2 separate regions of the Arabidopsis thaliana genome follow, and region 1 is linked to region 2. A link is a contact called in public capture Hi-C data. All regions are on one chromosome and are shown on one strand. Each heading gives the region's core, a stretch centred on a gene start, on an enhancer-like site or on the middle of the called end of the contact. The rest is flanking DNA. Distances are from core to core; before and after follow the strand shown. Region 1 holds the start of UBP12 (ubiquitin-specific protease 12). Region 2 holds the start of AT5G06520 (SWAP (Suppressor-of-White-APricot)/surp domain-containing protein).

Evidence for each region. Capture Hi-C pulls out chosen DNA fragments and counts their contacts.
Region 1: a contact with region 2 is called in a capture Hi-C map of shoot, with 3 times the contacts expected there. The contact joins the promoter of UBP12 here to the promoter of AT5G06520 in region 2. A contact is called at or near these places in 8 of 26 Hi-C or Micro-C datasets (callus, cotyledon, leaf and 5 more), 1 of 2 datasets of contacts at active chromatin or transcription factors (shoot) and 3 of 3 other capture datasets (root, seedling and shoot).

Annotation. Positions count from the first base shown.
Region 1 is chr5:2,025,720-2,031,620 of TAIR10.1, forward strand. It overlaps UBP12 (ubiquitin-specific protease 12), which reads right to left and starts at 2,397. Exons shown (of 32, transcript NM_120743.3): 1 at 2,086-2,397; 2 at 1,717-1,786; 3 at 1,360-1,510; 4 at 1,100-1,257; 5 at 513-778; 6 at 197-415; 7 at 1-109. The coding sequence starts at 2,115. AT5G06610 (lipase (DUF620)) reads left to right here and starts at 4,074. Exons shown (of 4, transcript NM_120744.3): 1 at 4,074-4,461; 2 at 5,708-5,901. The coding sequence starts at 4,234.
Region 2 is chr5:1,985,601-1,991,757 of TAIR10.1, forward strand. AT5G06520 (SWAP (Suppressor-of-White-APricot)/surp domain-containing protein) reads right to left here and starts at 3,772. Exons shown (of 2, transcript NM_120735.2): 1 at 1,856-3,772; 2 at 1,581-1,772. The coding sequence starts at 3,772. The coding sequence ends at 1,650. ABCG22 (ABC-2 type transporter family protein) reads right to left here. Exons shown (of 11, transcript NM_120736.3): 6 at 6,102-6,157; 7 at 5,715-6,023; 8 at 5,336-5,623; 9 at 4,961-5,245; 10 at 4,770-4,877; 11 at 4,050-4,675. The coding sequence ends at 4,460. It overlaps NF-YA10 (nuclear factor Y, subunit A10), which reads left to right. Exons shown (of 5, transcript NM_120734.4): 2 at 1-31; 3 at 204-295; 4 at 391-597; 5 at 674-1,464. The coding sequence ends at 991.

The DNA.
Region 1 (5,901 bases), core at 1,147-3,646, 39 kb after region 2:
CGTAAAATGATTCTTTCCGTGTAGATTTAAAATCTACATTTATGCACTCAATGTAATTCATATGGTGGCCCTCAAAAAGTTGTTGTATTGTTCCCTCCACAACAGTTCCCTACAGAAAAACGAAGAAAAAAGAGCTCAAAAACAAGAAACACCAACTGAGTAGTAAATCATGGCCTGACAACAAAAGAAAAATTACCTTCATTTTGTCCTCAAGCTTTTCGCAGAGAACCCGATTGAGTTCTTGCACATCATGCTGCATGAAGGAATCATATGTATCCCAACCAAACGACTTTGTCAGCTCTTTTGTTGCAACACTAGTGTCATTGTATTGGAGCTTGTAAAACAAACTTTGGAGAGCCAACGGTATACTTGCTGTGGGTGCATCATTCTCAGTTGTTGGCATGTGGTATACAGCCTACAAGCAACATGCAAAATTCAGTTGTCCGGTCAAGGATTCAATGAGAACCCATGGAATTTAACAAACTGAAGGAAAAAACAAGAATATATCTTACCTTTCTGAAGTAAGGTATGTGGTATAGTGTCTGTAGGAGAGAATTCATGTAGCATGTTGCACCTTGGTTCTTGAGTCCAACAAAACCAGTCTCTTTTTTAGAGTCATATGACCAGTAATCAAGAACCTTACGTACAGCGACTTCAGCTTCAACCAAAACAGTATCATTCACTAAATATCCTCTACTAGGATCATAAAGTTCGCTAAGTGGCATGAATGATGTAAATCCCCAATCGCTTTCTCTAGCATTGAATTGATGTTGCGTCTCTGCAACACAGTTAGGAATCATAATGTCAGTGACCTGTATCACCAAGGTCACTTACAGCTAGGTTCTGATAATACCAAGTTCGCCAGAAACCAGGTAAATATTACAGTCTGATAAAGTAGAAAAGGGTGCGTTGCAGGCGTTCAGGTAAAGCTTAAGACAGTAATAACATGATTATATTCCAATAAGTTCAACTAATCCCCTTCTTCCAGCCCAACATTTAAACTAACGCAAAACATATTTATGTGTGCACAGCCATTATATGCACATGAATGCACTGAGAATTCAGGGTCTAATAAACATCATTAATAAATTACAGGTACCTTTTCTAACGGTATATCTGGTGTGGATTTGATTGACTACAGCCAGACTGAACTGAGCATATCTGCTCCAACCGTACGGCAAACTCGCAGCATCAGAAACATCCAAGTACATGGACAAATGATCAACATTGTTCCCTTTCGGGAAAATTAATATGCGCCTGCATAAGCAAATCCAAAAAGGTGTCAACCAATCAAAATGCATACTGGACAAACAATGGCAAGAAAAAAGTACACTAGAGATAGGTATACACTACTATTACCATTTGTAACCTCCAACGACAAATACATCGGAGTAATGCTTCCTGGTGTTTTGCCTAGAGAAATTAGGGATAGTCCACGTGAATTTCAGAGTAGGAGGATCCTCAGCTGGCTGGTTCTCCACAGTACTCGCAGCAGTCTCGGGTTGGGTAACTATAAATGCATCAACAATTAATGAAAAATAAACAACAAGACAAATGACAAAACCCTAAGCACTTCAAAACCATCAATCCAACTCTCAAACACTGCAGCCTGATATCCACAAGCTCTATCTCATCCATTCCAATTCCATCGAAACCACAAAGGATACGAGAAATTGAAGCAGTGAATCAAATTGAATCAAACCAAAAAAGTCTTACCTTCCATGGGCTGAGCAGGACCGTCGACCAAATCTGAATTCGGCACAAGCATCTCCTCATCTTCTGGCTGCTGCAAAACATAAACAAAAACTAAGAATATATACCCAAAAAAAAACCCTAATCTCGCACTACGGTGATCAAAACGAACAGAAAAATAGAAACCACAATCACTAAAACTAACACACCGAAAACAAAAATCGCTGCATCTGCAAGATGATTCAACCGCTTAAAATTCAAATCAAATCCAAAAGAAAAAAAACCCGAAACGATCAACTAAACGAACAATCAGAAGCAGATTCAAGCGCCAATACACGAATGGATACACATGGAATTGACAAAAGGCAGAGAGGATGAAGAATCGGAGATTACATCAACGGGAGGCGGAGTCATCATAGTCATTGGCCGGAGAAGGATTAGACGGTGGGATCGAGAAACGCAAAAGAGAGACCGACGATACAGAGAAAAATCAAAGACAAAGGCAAAGTGACTCTTAGGGAGAAATACAATCGCTCATTCTTACTCTTTCTCGGCTTCGATATATTGATTATTCTGATATTTTCGAGAATTTAAAGGGTCATTAATGTAATTTCACAGTATACGGGCTCAGATTTATAATTTCTCCGAGGTTGGGTCTATCAAGCGAGACAGACCAATGAGAAAGCGGCACGTATAAGACTTACGATGCTACTGTCATACAAAAACTACTAGACGTGGCTGCTTGGAAGATTAGATATCACCTGACGTCGTGGGTCTTCTTTGCTCTTTGTTTTTTTTTCGTTGCTTTTAGATTTTTTTTTTAATGACGGTAGTGAATCTTGAGGTTTCTTTTATTACATTTACAATATTGTTAGATTGTATTTGTATTAATTCTGCTGATTTACTATGTTTTTTTTTGCCATAAAAAACCAAATAAATTAACTGAGAAACATGTTGTTATTAATAATTAATAAATGTTGCTGATTAACAAAAAAAAAAACATGTTTTGTTTTCCTTAAAGTTTAATTATCTCTTTTCTAACTTGGGCCTAGCCAAAACTGGGCTTTTTTAGAAAGATATCTATAAGTCATTATCTTGTCTTAAATCTTAACAATCCACAAAGTCCAAAGAGAAGAGTGAGAGTGTGTAAAGAGCAAGGGCCAAATTTAATGAAAATGGACAGGAATTAGTGAGACGTTTTGGTTTAGAAACTTGGTTTTCGTTTAAAGTTTTGGTTTAGGGCTGAGGTCTTTGATTTTAGGGGAAACCAAGATCTTGATCAAAACGGTTATTGCGATTTGACAGTCCATTCGAGATTTCCTCTGAAACCAAGGCCTTAAGTGTATGTACCCTATTCTCAAAATCAAGGATGTAAGACCGGTGATGGGTGTGGCACTGGTGATGATAACTTTAGTTTATGACAAGAAAAGTTATTCTTGCTATATATATATATATACAGAATATGAAAAGAAAAGAAAAAAAATCAATATTGTATTTAGTAATCTGAAATTTGAGAACTTGAATGAAATTACATATTATGATTATTTATTTGATTCTCCATATAATCAAACTCAATTTTATGGGTTTATTTGTTTCTTTATCTTCTCTACATAATCATCATCAAACTTGGAACTAAATAAGATTAGGTTAAACTTGCGTCGTCATCAATCAACTTGATTTATCCAAGTTATCTGTTGTTTTTTTGTCTCAATTGTGAGATGACCGTGGAACAATATATTATAAATTTCTAAGACTCAAATGAATCTAAATGGACGAAAATGTTAGAGACTACACTACACGGATAAAACGACGTAGACAAGTCACCTCGTCTTGCGTCCCTTTTACTTTCATACCTGACCAAACTTTCAACTTCAATAGCATGTTTCATAACATATGAATAAACTTTTGTTCAAGCGTTACACTTTATCAATTCAGCGAAATTTAAATTGGATCACATCACACCTATAGAGGACACTTGTTGAAACTAAGGTCACATTTGTTGACTTAGATCGTGTAAGTAAGAACTATCATATATTTAGTAATATTAAATTTGTTTGTAATTTTACAACTTTTTCAGATGTAAATAAAGTTCCTAGGAAATTTAAAAAAAAAAAAAAAAAAAACATGACTTGGTTTGCAGTTTTCTTACAATTTTGATGTACTAAATAACAAAGTTTTAGCTTGGGTAGGTAGAAAGACTTATCATTGGGTAAATTAGGAGATCGAGATACAAGTCTTTCCAATAAGATTTCAATCTCCCACATGTTCCGGTGATTAGTATAGGTTTCAGTACTAGATATTCGACCTATTAAAAAAGGATTTCAAAACATGAAAAAGCTCAAAAGAGGTTAGAGAGAAGAAAAAGTATAGTGACGACCTATGCCAATATAACTTTTCCACAAAGAGAGAGAGAGAGAAAAATAACAATAATTAACAAACAAAGAAAACGAAAGGCGAACAAAACGCACTAAGGCTATAAGCTGCGTAAGCACAAAGTGAGAGAAAGAAAGAACCCAAAAGAAAGAAAGAGAGAGAGAGAGAATGCAGAGATTAGCTCCATTGATGGAAGAACCAATAGATGAAGAAGATCAAGAAGAAGAAAGAGGAGGAAGAAAAGGATCAACAAGATCCAAATCATGGAAGAAATGGATAAAGACACAATTGCAGTTCATCGTCTTCCCCAAGAAACCAGACATGAAGCTTCTTCTTAGTGTTATGGGATGTCCTCTCTTCCCTGTCCCTCCTCTCTCCAAAATCTCTCTTCAACAGGTACTTATACGCCGTACATGTATGTGTATATTTATACGTATATGAAACTCATCTATTTCAACGACTATTTCTAAAACTAAGGAAAATATTTTGGTGGGTCGCATTAAATTGAATTAGTTTATGATCGTTTCGTTTTTCATTTTTTTTTTTTGCATTTCAAATATTAGTAGTAGTATTTTTTATTGTTGGCGTCATTTTTGGTATTAATTACATCAAACGTTTCGGACATGCTCTTAATGGTGAGTACTATTAACCTGACATATAAGTTTTTATCCATCACTTGACGACAGTTGACAACTTATATAATGGTTTGTGGTATATTATTTCTTAGTGGGAAACCTTTATAAAAAAAACATGACATATGCAAACCTTTATACTATTATATTTAAAAGGAAAATTTTCGGATATATTTCTAATAGTTCAGAAAATATCTATACTTATCTTTACCCTTTTTCATATATGATTTTTTAAGAAGATAAATACTATTTCGAAGATTTATTGGCTTACAAAATTATTTATAATTTTAAAATAATCCCTTTTCAAACTCCTCTTTAGTAAATTACTAGGTGGATTCCTATGAAAGGCTAGCTATATTATCTATATATATAATATTTCACTTTTTATATTCAAATGATTTCACGGTAGATGTGAGTTTTGCCAAAAATTTGTGGACAAATAGGTCAGTGTCACGTAACAAGATTCAACTTCTTATCACCAAAAAAAAAAATATTCATGTTCTTTAGCGTATTAATATAAGCGAGCCAGAAATATAACTTGCACAATAATAAATCAGTGAAGGAAAAGAGAGAAAGAATAAGCGTAGTGAATGCAAGAGTCTATCACAAGATCCATAAATTATTCCTGGAGACCTTAAATTATTCTTCTGGTTTTCAGATCTGAATATACTTTTTGTTATTTTATTATATTTTATATCCAGTCAAAAACAAATGATTTGTACTAGCAAGAGGAAAAACCAGACTAAATTGATATTATTGTAATATTCAAACTTCAGAAACCCAAATTTGGATTGAAAATACATACCATAGTACATAGTTTCAAATCAAATGTTTATATATTTCAAAAGCTTACTACATATAGAAAAAAATATATACACGTTTCCGTAGTTTAATATAATTTCAATATGATCAACATACTGATAGTGAAAATAAACGGTTCAGATCCATGCTTATAATATCAAATATGTGCATTTAAATCATACTAATCCATAATTATTATGATCTTTAAGGTATCATCATCAGCACAATACATAATACAACAGTTTGCCGCAGCAACCGGATGCAAGAAACTTGCGGGCGAAATCAAAAACACTTTCGTGACCGGAAAAATCACAATGACTATGGTGAGTGATATTAATAGCTCAACCGCGGTCAGTAGTGCCTCGTCTGTGTCTCATAAGGGATGCTTTGTCATGTGGCAAAT
Region 2 (6,157 bases), core at 2,522-5,021:
ACTTCTACAACTCTCTTCACTTTCTCACCTGGTAAACTCTCTCAACTTTCATATGTAATGGGAGCTTTCGGATTGTTCTTACTGAATTCTCTAAGTGGGTATCAATTAGCCTTGAAAGAAGACATTACCTCTCTGTTTCTTGCACATTACAGAGTGAATGCAAATGTTTGAAGGTGATTTTATTTATGCTGTCATTGATTTAGGTGGTGAAAAGAGTTCAAGAGATGTGCCAAAGCCTCATGTTGCTTTCGCGATGCAATCAGCTTGCTTCGAGTTTGGATTTGCTCAGCCAATGGTAGAGTTCTCTTGCAGTGGAACATCACAAAGAAAAACTTTCATTTCCCTTTAATTGTTTTCTTGAGTATTTGCTGTGTTTTGTTTTCATTGTAGATGTACACAAAGCATCCTCATGTTGAACAATACTATGGAGTTGTTTCAGCATACGGATCTCAGAGGTCTTCGGGCCGAGTAATGATTCCACTGAAGATGGAGACAGAAGAAGATGGTACCATCTATGTGAACTCAAAGCAGTACCATGGAATTATCAGGCGACGCCAGTCCCGAGCAAAGGCTGAAAAACTGAGTAGATGCCGTAAGGTAACTTATTGAAACTATCTGATCATTTTTTCAGTTATGCATTCAAAAAATGTTGCCTTATGTTATGATGTTTCAGCCATATATGCATCACTCACGCCATCTCCATGCTATGCGCCGTCCTAGAGGATCTGGCGGGCGTTTCTTGAACACCAAGACAGCTGATGCGGCTAAGCAGTCTAAGCCGAGTAATTCTCAGAGTTCTGAAGTCTTTCATCCGGAAAATGAGACCATAAACTCATCGAGGGAAGCAAATGAGTCAAATCTCTCGGATTCTGCAGTTACAAGTATGGATTACTTTCTAAGTTCGTCGGCTTATTCTCCTGGTGGCATGGTCATGCCTATCAAGTGGAATGCAGCAGCAATGGATATTGGCTGCTGCAAACTTAATATATGATCAGCAGATAGGGGACAAGACATGATTTGGTTCACCAGTCTTTTGTCTTGTCCCTTATCTTTCAGCCAAACGGAAAGAGAACTTGTGTCTTGGAAAAAAGACATTGAGTTTCCTTGGTTTATAAGATTGGTCCTTTTACCATCCGTTTGGCTGTAAACAGGCAAATCATCTTTGGCTCATGCTTCATCAAGTTCTTATCTTCGTCTGTTTTCTTCTACGCATCTTCATAAGATCTCTGAACTAGTGAATAACATTTCCTAGCATCATGTTTCAACTAGTGTGTGTTGTAAGAAACTCTGCCTTATTTCCAGATGATGTATTGTGTGTAACGTGTTTATGAAACAAACGTAAGACTTTCAAGTTAATGTGGTTTTTATGTAACAAAGTTAAAAGACTTTATTTCCATTGTCTATTCTCATCCTGATACTGTGTAAGAAGAAGCTTGTGGTTTATGTAACAAAGTAAAAGCCAAACTTCAATAAAAAAAAAGAGCTAAAGCACATATTAAACAGATGTTTAAGATTAGAGAGACAAAAACTTGCCTCAGAACTAGCTGCCAATCCAGAACAAACTTAAAGTCAATTTAAAGATTAGTATTAAAGAGAAGTTTGAAAACCATTTCCCTGCATTCTCCCACCATGCACCTTCTGTTTCTCTTCTATTTGTTTGCTGGAATTTGGATCCCCCCAGCTGTTTTATCCTTCAAACTTGCCACGTTGTCCGGTAACGACTGCCCTGTGAAGTCAATGACTTGCCATTCATCATCGATGGTAGAGGAATCCTGAAAATGTATGACTGCCATGATTAGATACAAGTCAAGTTGAGAAACAAAAGACTCTAAGAATCAGAACATTAAACAATTACCGGATGTTGATCAGCAAGAACAGGTGATGACTCGTTTTTTAGAGGCAGTGGTAGTGGAGGAGACGTTTCAGGCGTATGTGGTGGTTGCATTTGTGTTGAAAGGTGTTGAGGTTGTGGGACGTTAGCAGAATAGTCTGCATCCTCCAAACGAGCAAAACAGTCAAGCAAATCAATCATATCAATATCCACTCCCTCCTCTCGCTTTTCCAATTGAAGACAACTGAGAAAACCATCAACAACGGTCGCCGTACAATCATCACTCTTGCTCAGCATTTTGGAAGGCATTAAAACCCTTGAATACGCAATAACAAGCCCATTGTAAAAACTGAACCTGCTATTATTAGTTGACTCCAAAAACTTAAACTGAGGGTTCCCAACCACTCTCTTCCTCAAACCCTGCACAAAATTCATCCCGTACCGCGCCATAAACTGTGCTGTGAGCTTAATAATACCAAGCTCCTTGAGTGTGATCTCCTTTTCAGGGAATTCAAATCCAAAACCGAAAGATCTCAGAACATTAGGTTGGATATCGTGAGCTCTATCTTGATTCTGAGCACGGTATTCTGCAAGCTTGAGCTGATAAAATGCGTGATAAGGGTCAGTGCTCCACACAAATCTGTGTCTTGCATCATTCATACTAAGTTCCATCATCTTTCTTTCAATCTCCAACCCATTTTTGGAAACAATAAGTGCAGTGTTCTCGACACAACTTCTGATTTCTGGAGGTGGCTCAATAGGTGCCACACTCGCAGGAGCTTTATTTGAATTGCTTTGACCCGATTGCAAATCATTCTGTGGCCTAGGAGGTGACATCATCCTCACTGGAGGAGAACATGAAGGTTGAGGAACTTGAAGTTGAGTAAACTGAGATCCCAGTTGAGGCATAATTAGCGGTGGTACTGTTGGCATCATTGGATGGTATTGTTCAGGTCGTGGTTGCAACACGCCACCGTCCACGTTAGCAAAAAACTCTAAAGCATGCAAATCAGTCAAAGCCATCTCCACTGCATCTTTCTTTTCAACAACTTGATCAAGAAGCTTGAGAAAACCAACAACAACTTCCCCCAAACCAGCACCATTCTTTCTGGAACGCCTTAACACTCTCGAATACCCATCAACAAGCCGCAAGTAAAAAGAGCACTTGCTATCAGTTGACTTAAAAAAGTCAAATTTAGGGCTTATAAACACTCTCTTCATCAATTCTGTCCGAAAAAGGGTCCCATAAACTGCCACAAACTGTGCTGTGAGCTTAATAGTATCAAGCTCATTGCGCGTGAACGTTACCCCTCTAGTAAGGAATGCAAACTTGACAGGAGCCGGAGCTCGTAAATCATTAATGGACATGTTAGCAAAGTATTCATAAGCATGCAAATCAGTCATAGCCATCTCCACGTCATCCTCATCCTTTACAGGCACTTGAGCAATAAGCTTGGAGAAACCATCAAAAACTTCACTCTTCGTCTTCAGCTTTTGGGAAGGCATTAACACACCCTGATACCCGAGAATAATCCGCGTGTAAAAACTGTTCCTACTGTCAGTTGGTTTCAAAAACTCAAACAGAGGACTCTCAACAACTCTCGTCGTCAGTTCCCTCTGAAAATACTTCCCATAAACAGCCACAAACTGCGCTGTGAGCTTGATAAGCTCAAGCTCCTTTCGCGTGAAAGTGATCCCTAGAGGAAGGTGTGAGAAGTTGACAGGTGGAGCCAGCAGAGGCATATCCAAGGATGGAGGCCAAAGATAGTCTTGTGCATCATGAGTAGCTGGAGTGTCAGGACTTAAGCTCCTGAATCTTGAATCATTCACAATTTTGGCCAAGTTCCTTATATTAACAAGACGCGTGCTTTCTGAATCCGCCCCAACTTGATTTGAATTGTTTTGCCTCGATCGCAAATCCTTGTGCATCGAAGTGTACATATTTTTTTTCTACAACCAGAGAAACATTAAAAATCAGATTCAGAGAGAAGGGACAACTACTGAGTGAGAGAGAGAGAGAGATTAGGAAAAACATATAAGAGGAATCGGAGAGAGATTAGAAACACCGTACCTCAGCCTGTGACTTGGAGACCTAAAGCTTGGAAACGAAGGAAGCGACGAAGAAGAAATCAACTGTGAGCCCTAGCCCCTAGGCTACCACTATTTATAACCAAACTCCTTTGGTGGTTTTCTAATGGGCCTTGATTGGGCTTATAATTGCGGTTCATAATAAATAATTTTATTATAATTTCTACGATTTAATCAATCACAACAACCCCAGTTACTCGGAAGTCAGAACTAAAACCGGAACAGCTATACTAAGAATAATTGGATTGGAATTTAAGAAGATCAGATCCAGCCACAAGGTTCTTCTTGTTAATAAACTTTAACCAATTTTAGATTCGAACTACAATTACAAACTTGAACATATATATTTATCTCCAATCAAGACATCTATCACCATCCAATCATTATCAAACTCACAACACCTTTGTAATTAAGCAAGAATAATCTTAGGACCAATCTCTTAATCATTGTCAAGGATTGGTCGTGTCAAGATCATCAAGATCTGATGCACTCTTTTTATGCTTCTTCTATGTTATTTGATTTCTTCGTGTGGAAAATGGGTTATGTTACGATCTTCATTTGCCTTAGAGACAGATACGCGAGGAGGCGATAACCGAATATCATGACAACGAGTGCGGCTACTTCAGTTAGTCCGTTGTCTATTCTCATCCCGTTGATGGACACAGCGAAGTCCTGATATTGTACTTTAAGAAGAAGCTTGTAGGTGTGGTAATTGAAAGATAGATAACGTATCCACGATATGAAAACCGGCACTTTCTGTGTAGACACAGAAAAGGAAATCAGTAAAACAGGGGAAATCAAGAAACAGGGGAAGTTAAAAACAGAGGAAATCAAGAAACAGAGGACTTGCCTTGACGAAGAATCCTCCGGCGAGCATGAATGTCATGACAGTTACTGAAGCCAAAGTCGTAGCCTTCTTTAAATCCATTAAAATGGCACCAATTGCAAGTCCGAGTCCCTAGCAAAAAGAATCAAAATCAGCATTTTGATTATACTTTTTCTCGTTGATTAGGGTTTTTAATAATTTTAATCTGAATATACCTGAGCTGCGATGATGCAAAGGAAAACTGTGAGCATGCTCAAGAAGAAGGGATATGGGCTGATCCGAAGACCTGTCATGAAATAGACGACAAGAAGGAAGAGAGAAGGTAGAATAAAGTCGAGAGGGAGATCACTCGTGGTTCGAGCTAGGAAATATGCGCTTAATCTGTACATATCCGCTGCTCTCTCCTTATTTAACATCGCTCGCTCTTGCGGAAACGCAAAGATCGCTGTGAAAACAGGGAAGAATCCCCAAAAAACTGCTATGAAGAAGAGCAAACCAGCCTGCAACAAAGAAGCATAAGAATGTAGAGAATGATATTAGTATAGTGTGCATAAAAAAAAAGTATATTTCAAAACCAAATGATAACATACCTGATCTTGTAGTCCCATTGGAGTCCTAATGTCCGACTGCCACCAGAGAAGACCTAAAATGACAGCTGTGGAAAGAACTTGCGTAACACGCAACCAACTGAAGTATTCGTGTCGCCGTTCTTTGAGTCCTCTGCAGAATAGTATGCAATATTGCTCCCACCAGCACGTTCCCCATTGGCGCTTTAGACGCGTACTTTTGGCCTTAGCTTCTTCATCGAGTGGCACAGGATCCAATAGTTTCTTCTTCTCCTGTTCTGCAACCCTAGTCTCGTAGGCCTCCACTAGATACTGCTTACAGTTTTTCCGATATATATATCAGAACTCAATTTGGTTTTAGGTAATACTGATTTACTAGAAATGTTGTTGCTTCTATAATTACCTCATGAACAGCAGCAGGAGATGGCTTGCCAGTTTGAGTTTCTCTACCTGAATTGCCAACTTGAACTCTATCATCTAACTCAGAAGGTACAGAGATATCGTTGATGTTACCGTTGGCAAGATCGAGCAAGAACTCTGCAGGATTCATGGCGATAAGAGGAGAGCATCCAATGGAAGAGAAGTAATCTAAAGCTTCTGATGATTTTCCAAAGTAGAGAAGACTTCCTCTTCCTAGTAGAATCAGCTTGTCAAACCTATGGAAGAGCCTACTCGAGGGCTGATGTATCGTTGTGATCACGGTTTTCCCCGCCTGTTCCGAACATATTTTCGTCAAAGTTCAGAAAACAATCAAAGCAAAGATAGTAATTGTCTGAACAAACAAACAAACCTCGGCGATGTCATGGAGCATCAGAATGGTTCTAAGAGCAGTGGTGGAATCTAAAC